Regions from separate parts of the Anas platyrhynchos genome. Here region 2 is linked to region 1. Evidence: chromatin contacts called from public Hi-C data. All regions are on one chromosome and are shown on one strand. The core of a region is the stretch at or near the end of the contact, and the rest is flanking DNA. Distances in the headings are between cores, read along the strand shown.

Evidence for each region. Hi-C and Micro-C count contacts between places; a contact is called where the count stands out from the background.
Region 2: a Hi-C map of F1 follicle shows a contact between it and region 1, with 1.8 times the contacts expected there. The contact joins the promoter of AGPAT5 here to the enhancer-like site in region 1. A contact is called at or near these places in 3 of 8 Hi-C or Micro-C datasets (F1 follicle, skeletal muscle and subcutaneous adipose tissue).

Annotation. Positions count from the first base shown.
Region 1 is chr3:96,435,293-96,441,735 of IASCAAS_PekinDuck_T2T, reverse strand. All of the region lies in intron 6 of AGPAT5 (1-acylglycerol-3-phosphate O-acyltransferase 5), which reads left to right. Among named protein-coding and RNA genes, the nearest start is that of TMEM14A, 48 kb to the right of the region's middle. Within about 2 kb of position 2,520, at least 1 of the 8 cell types and tissues checked has an H3K27ac peak or open chromatin away from gene starts, as enhancers often do. A contact at or near this core is called in F1 follicle, where this site is marked.
Region 2 is chr3:96,482,087-96,488,689 of IASCAAS_PekinDuck_T2T, reverse strand. It overlaps AGPAT5 (1-acylglycerol-3-phosphate O-acyltransferase 5), which reads left to right and starts at 1,429. Exons shown (of 8, transcript XM_005009206.6): 1 at 1,429-1,888. The coding sequence starts at 1,670.

The sequences.
Region 1 (6,443 bases), core at 1,271-3,770:
CGTTGTTTGTTTTCAGAGCTTCACATTCAATTGTAGCTAACGGTTGCATTTTGTGTTTGGTTTTTCCTACCATTTATCTATCATTCGTTCCTTTTCTTTCCAACAAGCTTGGATCTTGGTACATTTCCAGTGGAAGCTTGTCCCACACATGGCAGCCTTTCTGAAGAATAACACTTTCCCACAGATTACTTCCCTCTGTTAGTACCAAAGATGGTTTGTCCAGTTCATTAATGACAGACCATGATGGACCACTTAGGGAAGACCACACTACCAGACTGTATTAATTTGCGATCATTAGAATAAGATCCATATAATCATATGGGCACTTAAGCACTGTTAAGATGCAATTTAGGTTTAAATTCTTAAAGAACAATTTAGAAGGAAAAAGGAGGGGGAGAAACACTTGTGCTGGATTTGTTGATAATGTTTTACTATACTATCGCTAAATAAAATGCTATCATTCTTTTTTTTGGGGGGGAAAAAGAAAGAACCTGTTTTTCCTCCTTCCAAATGAATGTGCTGAGTGTTCACATCCAGCTTCGCCTGGTGTTAAGGGGTAGGTCTCACGGGATGTGGGAACTGTTGTCATTCTTGCACCTGAAAGAGTATTATGTACACATTTACATCTTTATTATTCTGCCTGAAGCCTGGAGGTTTTACCATAAGCAGATGGTATTTATCTGGCCTTTGTAGAAGAAAGCGTGTGTGAAATAGCAGCATGTGACAATGATAAACACTGAATAAAAATAGCAAGTACATGTAGACTCCGTCTTAAAGAAGTCAGAGGAATTCCTGAGAATTATTGACTCTGCTGTATATCAATTCCAGAACAAACACTTTGAAAGCGTGTGTATGTGTGTGCATTTCTGAAAATCAGTACATCACTTTGATCGGTATAATTTGAGGAGGTCAAACTGGTCCAACTTCCCTGGGGGAAATTACGCTTTTCCAAGTGCCTGTATTTTTGTTAGGACTCAGTTAGACGCTGAAGTACAGAACAATAGCAAAGAAACTGGAGGAATAGAAACCAGTCTTTGGCCCAAATTCAATCATATCTGTTGTCTTTCAATATCCACAGAATGATAACAAGCACGTGGTTATAGAAGTGTTGAAAGAATTGAAAGACCAAATACATAAAATGATAAACAATAATAGGAATGTAAACCAGTCAAAAGTAAGATTTGTAGCAATGAACTGACTAATCTGTTCAGATCTCTGCTAGCTGTCATCTTATTGCACGAAGAAATATTGAAAATTAAGTGGTAATTACTTTAGAGCAATTGAAAAGATGTAAATTAAAACTGAGGCTGGACATCAGCATCGGTGAAATTTGTGTCAAGTATGGGATGGCTTTTTAATGCGTATAGTAAATTGCATGTCATGAACTTGTCATACCACATCTGTTCAAGCAAAACCTAAGTAACTGCGTTTCATATTTCGTAGTGTAAATTTTCCATTGAAATATTTGGAGCAATTTTGATAATAACACTAGTTGGCAACATAGTTCTAATGATATTCTGTTTTACAATTTTGCTTTAAAGGAAAACCCTGGTTTTATTTAGTGTTAAGTATTAAAATATGACACGTTTCAATACAATGATTTCACCTGGTGCCATAAGGAAAGGAAATGATCAATCAGTTTTAAACTGAATGCATTTTCCCTTGTCTCCTGTAGGACTAGATCTGTGACTTTAGAACCCCTGTCATTTCCTATTAAAAGTAGTTTGAGTGGCATGAAGGCCTGCCTGTCAATTTTTGGATGATTTATTTGGAGTGGCACCTTGAGCACAGATTTGCATTTGTGCACTGATACTCTGCAGATAAGGGCTGTCTTGGTGAATGAAAAGTCTTTTAGTACTGTAACAATTACATCGTAGTTCAGTTCGAGAATAATGACATTTCACCAAACAGCATCAGTTTATGGGAATACGGGCCTTGGTGTAGGTCTTTATAGGACTCCAAAAACCAGAGAAAAGTCTAACTGAGCATGAGTGCCAGAATGACTAGCACCTCTGTTTATTTACCTAAAAATAATAATAGAAAGGGATTCGGGGTCCCTGGAGCCCGGTTTCCTGTCTCCAACAACACAGCTTGGATGCCTGAGGAGGTTTCTTAAGAATAAGACAAGCATAAATGATACTTTATCTCCCCAAATGACAATCACTTGTGGATGTAGCTTCTGTGTGTTACTGGCAGTCCCTGAATAGGACTAGTAACCCCTCCAGTGTCCCTGGGAGCCCAGAAAGTTTGTTCATCTGATCATAAATTAGGACCTTGTACATCTCCATTATTTTCAGGCAGCTGCTGCTGATTGTAGGTATCTGTAACTTCCCTTTGGGAATACGTAGGCAGAAGACACAGAAGCATCTTCTAACTTTTGCTCCACAAAGAGGATTTTGGAAGTATTTACACTGCAGATTTATAGAACTATGCTGCACCATGAGCCTCATGCACGTGTGCAAGGAAGCGTTCAGCTGCCCGGGCAGCAGTTATGTACAACAGCTTGAGGAACTCCTGCTCTTTATACAGAAGTGTATTTAAACCCTGAGGATAACAGAAACAACTTTAACTTCTTCACACTGCCAGGTTTGGCCAGAACTATGTTGCTGCTTGGAGAGCCTGTGTTTATTTGTGCTTTTTTGTATGTGCACCAGAGTCCTTTTTTTCTACAGTGTTTGTGGTACTGTTCCCTGTTTATCAAAACAGACTATCTGAAGAAAAGGGAAAAACATCGATACTAACAGTACTGGCATAGTTCCTAACAGATCCTGTTTATTTGCTAGAGATCATTGTTTTGAACTGTTCCAATCCTTGTATCTTTTCTTGCTTGTGTGTGTGTCAAAACTGTTTTTTCCATTTCTGAAACTTCAAAAATGTTCCAAGGAAGATGCAAATATCCATACAGTGAGCCTCATAAATCTCCTTCTTTCCAGTTACCATCTGTGGAGCCCTTTAGATGTTATCCACAGACCTAATCTGATCCAGGCTCTGTTGCTGGCAGCCTATTGATCAAAACTTTCATACTTTTGTAGGAAACCTCCTGCTAATTTGGCCGATGTACAGTATTCACAAATCGTTATGGAGCAGCCCAAAGGCCAGAGTGCATCTGTTAGAATAACAGATTAAAACCACTCAAAGATTCTTTCACTGAACTATGATGTGCAAGGACTATGGGTCTTCATCAGACACCATCTTGTGTCAGCAGGACTGAGTACAGCGATGCTCTACTGCTCACCAGTGCTGGTGCCAGTACAGAAAACTATAGGAACCACTTCCTAAAAGTAATTTTTAAAGGTTCTTTAGATCCAGACATCTTTACAAAGGTAGAAAAGTGTGGTTATTTACGGTTGAAATTGCAGGATTTGTTGAGACACAGTTCTTAGCTGCCATCTTCAAGATCTTTGGTCTTTATTTTTTTAAGCTTTCATATCTTTCTCTCTGCTTCCCTTCTCCAAAATGAAAATTCAGCCTTTTTAATGTCTCCTTGTTTCTAATGCTGGTGCTTTTTATCCTTAAATGTTTTAGTTGTCCCTTTCTGCAGTAGCCTTCTCTAATTCCACCAGATCCTCCGTGAGATACAGAGACCAAAATTGCAAACAGTATTTAAAAAGTGGATTCAATCTTTTTATGTAGCTGCAAAGTGACACTTTTGCCCTGCTCTCAGTGTGCTTGCTGATGCTGCCCAGTATTTGGGGGAATCTGGGGCTTCTGCTACCCAGTTGAGAGGATCATTTCAGAGAATGGTCACTGACCTCCCAAATTGTAATCACCAAGTCCAAGCTAAGCATCATGTAATCAAAGTTTCTATTATTTTCCCCCATACTTCTTTAGGCTGAGGCTCAGCTGCTGCATTTTTGCCCCATTTGCTCAGTTTGGAGGTCTTCTAGGTGTTCCTCACCACCAACCTGGCATATGACTGCCCAAAAGAATTTAAGATCTTCTGAAAAAGATCTCAAAAACTGGAGATTTTACTGTTTGCTCCTTTCTTCAGCTCATTGGTCATGATAAGGAATAAAACCAATCCTAGCATCAGTCCCTGGAGAACTCCAGTTGCTGTTTTTTTCCGTCCTGCAAAGTGATCATTAAGTCCCTCCATTTGCTTCCTCTCCTTTAAGCAGCTTTCGGTCTATAAAACATCATTTTCCCTAATCCCATGGCAGCTTAATTTCTTTAATAGCCTTCAGTGTGGAACCCTGACAGAGGCTTTATAAAAATTCAAATATATCATGTCCACTGAATCCCCTTTATCCGCTTGCTCCTTGACACTGCTGTAGAAAGCCAGCAAATTGGTGAGACAGGATTTCCCTTTGCAGAAACCATGCCAACTCTTTTCCAACAGACTGTGATTATCTCTGTGCTTAGTGATCTTATTATAGACCGCTATCTTACCCGGGGATGTAAGGCTCTTTGGTTTGTGTTTCCCAGCATCATCTCTAAAGCCCTCATTTGCAGAAGGGAAACCCCCCGATTTTCTGGCACAGTGGCTGTTTGCGCTGATAGGTTACACATCGTTGTTTTTGAATTCCACATTTGAGAGCTTTTGGATGAATGCTGTCTGATTTTAGTGACTTCCTGACATCTAACTTGTTTATTTAGTCTAATAATTTCTATGTGTTTACTTATTGATCTAGTTCCTTTGAGCGGTGTGGTACAAAGAATGCGATGGGCGTAGGAATCAAACAATTTCAGCAAGAAAGGAAAGTCTAAACAGGTGTTTGAGCTTCTCTTATATGGTCTTACACGTTACCATGCGTGCTGCTCTTCACCGTTGTCATCCAGCACCCCCACTGGTTTGCTGGTTTGCTGCATTTGATTTATGCAAAAAAGTTACAATCATCAGAGCATTCTTTGCATTTTTAGTTCTCTTAATTTTATATTTGCATTTGACATGAGCTGATTTACGGTTTTCCTTATCTGGACAAGCTTTCTGTTTCTCCAACAGAAGGTAGGAATATAGCAGTAGCATCCTAAATTTTCCCGTTCAAACATGCATGTTGGTTTCAGACCACTTTTTTCTTTGTTTGTTTGTATTGCACATATTTTATGTGGGTTTCTAAGTTTTGCTGGGGTTTGTTTTTTTAACATTTTTTTAACAGTCTTTAGGTTGCCTTCCTTTCAACCGTTTCTTCTATGGTATTTTGCCACTTTTCTTTTTCTCCCTCCTATTTCCCCCTCCAACTTTATAGTTCCTTTAATTATGTGTGTGTGTGTTCTACACTTATTTAGACTCTCTCTACAATGCTGAACGTAATTGTGCTGTCTTTGGAGACCACTTTTCACTAATACTGTGCACAACTCAGGACCACATCAGGAATGGCATCTCTTCTTGTGGGTTCTGCAAGTAATTGTTACAGGAAAAAAAATATTTTCTTTTCTCTTTCTCTCTTTTCCCCTCTGCACTTCGTCCTGATGAAGCGTTGATACAGTTCAATCAAGGCATCTGGAATCTCACACTCCTGCTGGCAGCCCTGAAATTGCAGTGCTCAGTCTGGCTTAACACTTTCCCAACACTATTATCAAGCTTATCATCCATCACTATCATCGAGCTTATCATCTTTTAAATAAGATGACCTCGACATAATTTAATATATCTAATAAGTATTTTATTAGAGGGTACACAGTAATTTAATTTTGCTTGTCTGCTTGTACTACCTTTATTCTATTACTCTTCATATAGTCAGTCCTTCACACATGCCCTCGCCTGTGCATCGTGCTATGTCATGCCAATCAATCTGGTAGCCAGTTAACATTGTGTGCTCCTTCAAGGTCATACCTACTTCGTAGGGGTACTCTCTGGAGGACAAGAATTCTTGTCCTCCTGTCTTCATGTTTAGCCTTCTTGTGTTGGTGTAAAGGCACTTCTGGGTTTTGCTCTCACACTGAATTTTAGTTGCATCCATCTCATCTTATGTCAGCCTGAATGGCTGCTTTTCTTGACCTTTTTCTCTTCCCTGCTCCTATCTGAAGTACTCTCTAAGACCTTTTCAGTTGTCATTGCCAGCACCCTGGCTTAATTAAGATTCAGGGGCATCCCATTTTTCCTGTCTCTAAAGGTCCTCCAGCTCCTAACATGCTTACTCCCTCCGCTGTGATCAGAGGCTCTGGTCTCTGCTCGCATCCAGCCTTGCACATAGCACTGCTGGTATTTCTGGGAGTGCTCTTCTCCACAGCCCAGGCTTCTCTCCCAGCTTGAAGCCCGAATTTATCCTGCACAGCATCTCCTCCATCAGCAGCACCAGCAGGTGTGGGTGCTGCCAGCTCCTTCCCTGGTGCTCCAGGTTAACCTGGCTGAGCAGACTTCGCTCTGCCCTCGGTGTTTGCTTTCCCGTCTAGTGCTGCTTTGTTCCACCACTGCTTTATTTTGTCAAAGCAGGCAGGGAAATAGTTTTGTGTCAGCTCATCTTGAGGTGATGGAAAGCATGGAGCTGAGAAACAATGCAGCA
Region 2 (6,603 bases), core at 180-2,679, 48 kb before region 1:
TTATGATAGCATCCAAGTTCTTCAGAAGCTTGAGTGAACTTAACCTCACAATGGTCTTGTAAGGAAAGATGTGATTCTATATATATGGAATCAGAGGCCTTAAGTTCATTCCTTTATATAAACACTTTTATTCCTTTCACAGCATCTCATCTCTTCAGGTTGTTCACTGGGACTTTAATGCCATCACATAAGCTCACACTGTTTTCAAGCAGCATGTCTGGATCCTCTCCAGTCTGCCCTACCGTTCCAGTCCCACAAGAGTGCTCGTTCCTGCATACCTGATTCTGTCCTCCTGGCCTCAGCTTTCCCCTCCCTGTATTCAGTTGGATTACATTCCCCACCCTGTACCGTGGTGAATTACTTTCTCTTCCATGTGGCCATGTTGCAGGCATCGCAAAACAGAAGCTTCTTCCTCAATTTTCTGGCCAGCCAGAAAAACTGCCAGCCAAAAGAGGCTGTGATGAGGGAAGCGCCTCTTTTCTGGTAGTCCTGGGCCAGGGTAGTGCTTTCGGTTACTCAGTGAGGACAGAAATATAAATACTGACCAGGCCAGAGGCCCTGGCAGAAAGTCTCCCCTTTTGGAGGGGAGAAAGAAATAAAGCATCTTGTGAGGGACACTAACACTATGGTGCATGCCAAATATGAGTTCTCCCTGCAGAGCACAGCAGCCCTGAGGCGGTTCAGAGAAAGGCCGCCACAGTACTTCAACCTAGCATCTTTCCCCCTGTCTTGTTTTGCTGGACTATTCGGATAAAATTTTCAACACACGTTAAAGAGCTGTTAGCATGAGGTAAACAGCCGCCAAGGACAAAGCTTGTCCCAGTTAAAGTCTGGCAGAGGAAGCAGAATCTGAACAGAGGGTACTGAGCATCCACTTCTTTTGTAAGGATCCTTACACCTCGTAACTACCCGTTTCTGCAAATACCCCTTCGCAAGATCCAGGATAAAATGTACTTTAAAATAAATAAATAAATGAATAAATAAATAAATAAATAAATAAAGAGAGTAAATAATTCTGTGTACTAGACTTTAATGTGAAACTTCCTCTGGCAAAGTTATTACAGTTGTTTTCTATGAGACTCCGTGCACTTTCTTTAAGGCAGCTGGTGCAGCTGATGTTATGGGGCTCACCAGGAGCCGGAGGCTGGGGGCAGCAAGCCCACCCCCGGAGCAGACAGAGCTTCATTTCCCCTACGCTGGGCTCTAATGAGTGCTAATTACAACCGCTAAGCGCGGGTGCCCCGCGCCGTGCGGGAGCAGCCCCACAGCCCTGCCGCGGCCATTTCGGCGCGGGGCTGCGGGCGCCCGCTCCCCACCGGGCTTGGCACCGTCGCCGTCCCCTCCGGCCGTGACAAGCGGGGAGGAGCCATCCCGGTGCCCGCCCGGCCCGGAAGCCCCCCCGCGGCCGGTGAGGGGCCGCCTTCCTGCCGCCGCCGCTCCTCCTTCTCCTCCTCCTGCGGCCGGGCAACATGGTGGCGGAGGCGGCGCTGGGGGAGCCGTGAGCCGGTGCCCGCTGCCGGGTGCACCCTGCGGGAGGCGGCCGCCTGGCGGGCGGGCCCGGCCCGGGGCGAGGGGAGGCGAGGAGGAGGAGGAGGAGGAGGAGGAAGGCGGAGCGGGCGATGCCTGAGCCCGTGCGGGTGTGCCGGTGAGGCCGGGAGCGAGCGGGAAGATGCTGCTGTCGCTGGTGCTGCACACCTACTCCATGCGCTACTTCCTGCCCGCCGCCGTCATGATGGGCACGGCGCCCACCTACGTGCTGGCCTGGGGCGCATGGAGGCTGCTCTCCGCCCTCCTCCCCGCACGCTTCTACCGCGAGGTGGACGACCGCCTCTACACCATCTACCAGAGCATGGTGCTCTTCTTCTTCGAGAACTACACGGGCGTGCAGGTGAGCCGGCTGCGACGGGACCGCCGCTGCTGCTGCTGCTGGTGGTGGTGGTGGTGGACCTGCTGTAGGGTCCCCCATGCCCACCCCGCATCCCTGCCAGGGGCCCGGGCGGTCGCTGCCAGATGAAATCTCTAGGGAGGAAATCTGCTGGCAGCAGGTGCAGGCTTTGGCCTTTCCCCTCCCAGCAAAGCCTCTGAGACCGCGAGGAGGACTCCCGCCCAGCGCCGCCCGACGATGCTCTTCGAGTGATGCTTTTCACGGCGTGCCAGTGTTGTGTTTGCTCTTCCAGTGATGCTTTTCACGGCGTGCCGGTGTTGTGTTCATTTTGCAGGTCAGAATGCAGAAGGGACATGACAGCAGCCATGCTCGGTCAGCACCCGAGTGGCAGCCTCCTTTGCGCGCTTGAACCGCGCGGCCTGTCCTGCACACCTGCGGTACCGCACTGAGAGCTGATAAGGAAATCGTAGCTAACCATAATTGCACTTCATGCATCCACAGGTTTCTAATAAATAGATTCATAACCTTTAAATTATTACAGCGTCGCAGGTCTCTTACAGTTTTCCTGCTGTCAGGGTTCAGCTGTTAAATTTTGGATCAGCCATGGACAGCGATTATCCAGTACCCCAGAAAGCGCAGTCCAAAGTTTCAGGTTAAGAAGACAGGACTGGAGGCCTCTCTTGCACAACCAGCAGATCATTTGGGTGCAAGTAATAATACCTCACTTAACAATTTTCTCATCACACGTTACATATTTGAAAGGGCTACACATTTATTTGCAATTTGAAAGGTAAATAAGGAGACTTTTAATTCTGTATTTAAAAGATACTCACTGTACCTCAACCTGACTTTCGGTGTTGCTGAGTGTATGGAAGTGTATTTGAAGTCAGTGTCAGCTGTATGTGCTTGGGAGTAAAGAATAACAAGTGCTTACATGTTGATTAGCATGTTACAGAGCCGGTACAAATAGGTCCTTCTTGATATTTCCAGCTAAGTTATTCATCCACTGACTTATGAAACGTTTCTTTCAAAATCAGGCTGGGTCTCCCCTAGTTTCTGCTCCCAAGCTGTGGTTGTAGGCCTCACTTAATACCAGCTCTCATGGAAACCCACAAAGCCAGCTACACAGAGAGCAAAATTGCACAGTTTGACATCAGGATGAATAGAAAAGATACAAAAGGGAAGTGAGATCTTCTTTTAGCCTTGATTACTCTTTAACTAACTCAACTTGTAACTCATGTAACCTCACCCTTGTATCTTGTCCAAATCAGTTAACTTGTGTTGTGATTTACATCTTTTTATTTTTAAATAAAAAAAGGGAAGGGGAAGCAGTAGTTCACAGGTGAAATACTTACTATTTTATCTGCCTTATTTCTTTGTATAGCATCTTTTAATGCAGGCATTTTGATGTGTAGTAGCACACTTTGGTAATTAGCTGCGGAAAGCAGCAGTGTAGTAGTTTAATTCAACTCCTTGAAAGATGGAGAGCAAGAAAAAATCAAGATATAAATTGTAACAGGAAAATTATTCAGTTTTCCTACAAACATGGCGCACAGAGTAGCAACCACTTTGAACTTTTGATAAAAAACATTTTCACAAAAAATGCCTATCATGTAAAGGTACAGAATGGGCAAGGATAACCAAAACAGACAAAAAGGCAACCATTGTCAGTCCGCCTTTGTTTTCTTTGGTTACATTGATAGAAATTCTTCCATTCAAACAGAGGAGAGAGGCCTGTACAGGTGATCAGTTAGAACAACATCTAAACAGAGATGCTTTGTCAGAGTGAGCAGCAGATGATATTAGGAGGAGAGGAGGTGATGCAGGCGAAGCTGAAATAAAGAATCACAGAAACAAAGAGGAAGGTTCACAAAACCAACCTGGCACATGTTATAGGGTAAGTGAAATAGTAACTGAGACTCAAAGCTAAATAAAAACATGGAAAGTGTGATGCATATGTAGAAAGGTAAGAGGAAGAATCCTTAAGATTTGTGTTTCATTTCAGTGGAAGAGATCTCCGATATACTTAGGGAGGAGAAACAGGGTGTCCTTTCAGACCTTCCCATGCAAACACTGAACACGTTTAACTTGAAACTCACAGTGGAAAGTTAAGCATGTGCCTGAGTGTATGAGATTGGGATGGTAACCTGAGAGCTCCTGTGAATTGGCTGTTATAAGGCATGTAATTAAATTCAGAAGCGTAACATCATTATATGCAATCTCCCCCCCAAAATATAAGAATATGAACTTAAGTAGCTTCATAAAGACAGTTGTATGGGTTTACAAACATTAAGACTTCATGATAGGATGGAAGGAGTTCAGCATCTCTTTGAGGTCCATTATTTTATTCAGTCGATTTAAGTTTGTTGCAATAATTTTCATAACTGGATAAAAGGGAGGCCAACAAATTGATCCATCAGGATACCAGCACATACTGCCTAGTCTCACTGAAATAAGTAGGATTACACAGACACTTAAGGCTTTGATTCAGTAAATCACTTAAGTGACTTTCTCAGCACTGCTGCAGTCTCACCCTATGCAAAAGAAAAATGTCTTTAACGTTGTGTTCTGTTCATTCCTTAGATTATTATGCTTAGAGGGTTTGTGGTTTTTCGATACGATAACACTCCGAGGCTGTTGTGAATAGTTGAGATGTCTGACCTTAAAATAATAATTTTGTTGAAATTCTCATTTTTAGCATCAGTGGAGTGTTAATAGACTAAAAATTGGTTTGGATTTTGAACATAGATTATTTTTTGACTGAATGAAATAGTGAAATATCAGGATAATTATTTATTTATTTTTGAGGAAAATTATGTATCTGTGCATCAATGGCTTTTCATCCATAGAGTATTTAATCCTGTCTTTCCCTTGTGACCATATGTGCAAACATTTTTTCTTATTTTGCACTTGACTTGGGTGTTCTAAGTCAAGTTTATTAAAACAAAAATTCTAGTTTGTGCTAGAAAGACATTTTATCTTTGTAGCACATACTTCAGTTGTGAAATGTAACCAGATAAGGTGATACTCCGAACTGTGTGTCAGCAAGTCTTGAAACAGTAATAATTCCTTTTCTCTTAAGTATTTGGCTTGAGATCTGAAACAATTACAGAGCAATAATTGTTGTGAATCATTTCTAAGTATTTATAATCTAAAGAATGGCTCATGAAATAGATAAAAGTGTTTTTTCATTTTCTCATATTACAAATACTTTTCCTTTTTAAAGTTTAAGTCAGACCTGTTAATGTTTTCACCAAAAAGATTTGTTTTGGAAAGCCTAAATAGAACTTGAGCTAAGATGGAATCAGTTTAGGTTTTCCAACAATATTAGAATTCTGTAAATGAATTACCATAAATAGTCCTATTGCTAATCATCATGCAAGAGTTGGCTGTAGAAAACCGAAGAACCAGTATTTAGAGTACAAAAAGCAAGCCGGAACATGCCAATCCTGAAAACTGGGTAAACTGTACAAAAACATTATGACTATAAAGTGAAATCCTGTAGCATTCTGGAGATTTGTCAGTGCAATTGCAGCTTGGCAAATATCCATGCATTTTATTAAGGAGCTATAAATATATATAAAATTAATCTATACGTGGCGTTGTGACAGTACTCTTCAACAACCTCCAGGATTATAAAGTCATAGTGATGAAAAACTGTAAAGGTGGTTTGTTGGGAAGCGGAACAGGGAGAAGGGCCCTGTTTTGGCCCTATGTTGCTTTGGGTAGTAATGCAATTACATTGAATCTCACCTGCCCTGCTGTAAGCTGCAGAAGTGCTACGGTATTTTTTCCTAGGATGAATGTATATGACATGCTTGAACTCTGTAAAGTGAGTAGGAAGTCTTAGAGAGCAAAGGGTGTTAATTTTACCAGCGATGAGCCAAAGCAGTCACTGACATAAACAGGTGCAGTTCAAGTGCATTGGAGGACTTGCATTTGCTTGTGCTAATTGTAGATTTGGCCACAAGTTTCCAAATCCTCAAGTAGCATGTGAACAGTGTGGTTGTTTTACAGCTTTTGTCTTTACTGTGTTAGGGAAGTCCGCACTCCTCTATTTCATACAGCACAGACAATAGATGATTGCATCTTAACATAGAATGTGAAAACCAAAATGACTGCAAATACGCCTGTGATTAGGGTGTTTGAAGGGCTGAAAAGACTAGTAATTCAATATGATGAGTGCTATCATCTCTCTGTGACCCTTAACATCTTATCCCAGTTGCTGTCAGGGTGATGAAATTAATGCCTATTGTGTTTGTGCACGTGTTTCAGATCAGCTGGGATCAGAACATTCTTCAACCTTTTTGGTTGTAATTGTGTTTGATATTTTGTATGGAGTGGCAGTGAAGAAATAATAAAGAAATCATCACTTGGACTGCTTCCTAAAGGATCATTTTCCATCTGAAAGATTTTGACAATTGAGTAAAATCCATGGCTGAATTAATGTGCGTGGATTTTGTTCAGTGCTTGTGTCAGCTCTCTCGCCCTACCCCCACTTTCTTCTGAACAGGAATTTTTGGAAGTGGTGCTTTCATTAAAGGCATTATGAAATTCTGGTTTTCCTTGTCATCGCAGGGCTCTGGGAGGGCTGTGAGAATCAGACACAACCTTGGTGTTGTTTTGCGTAGCTGTGGTGTTTCTAATAATTATTTTAGAAAATCCATGAGATCCCAGCTACACAAAACATGCGTACTGGGCTGGTACTGAAGCTTGGG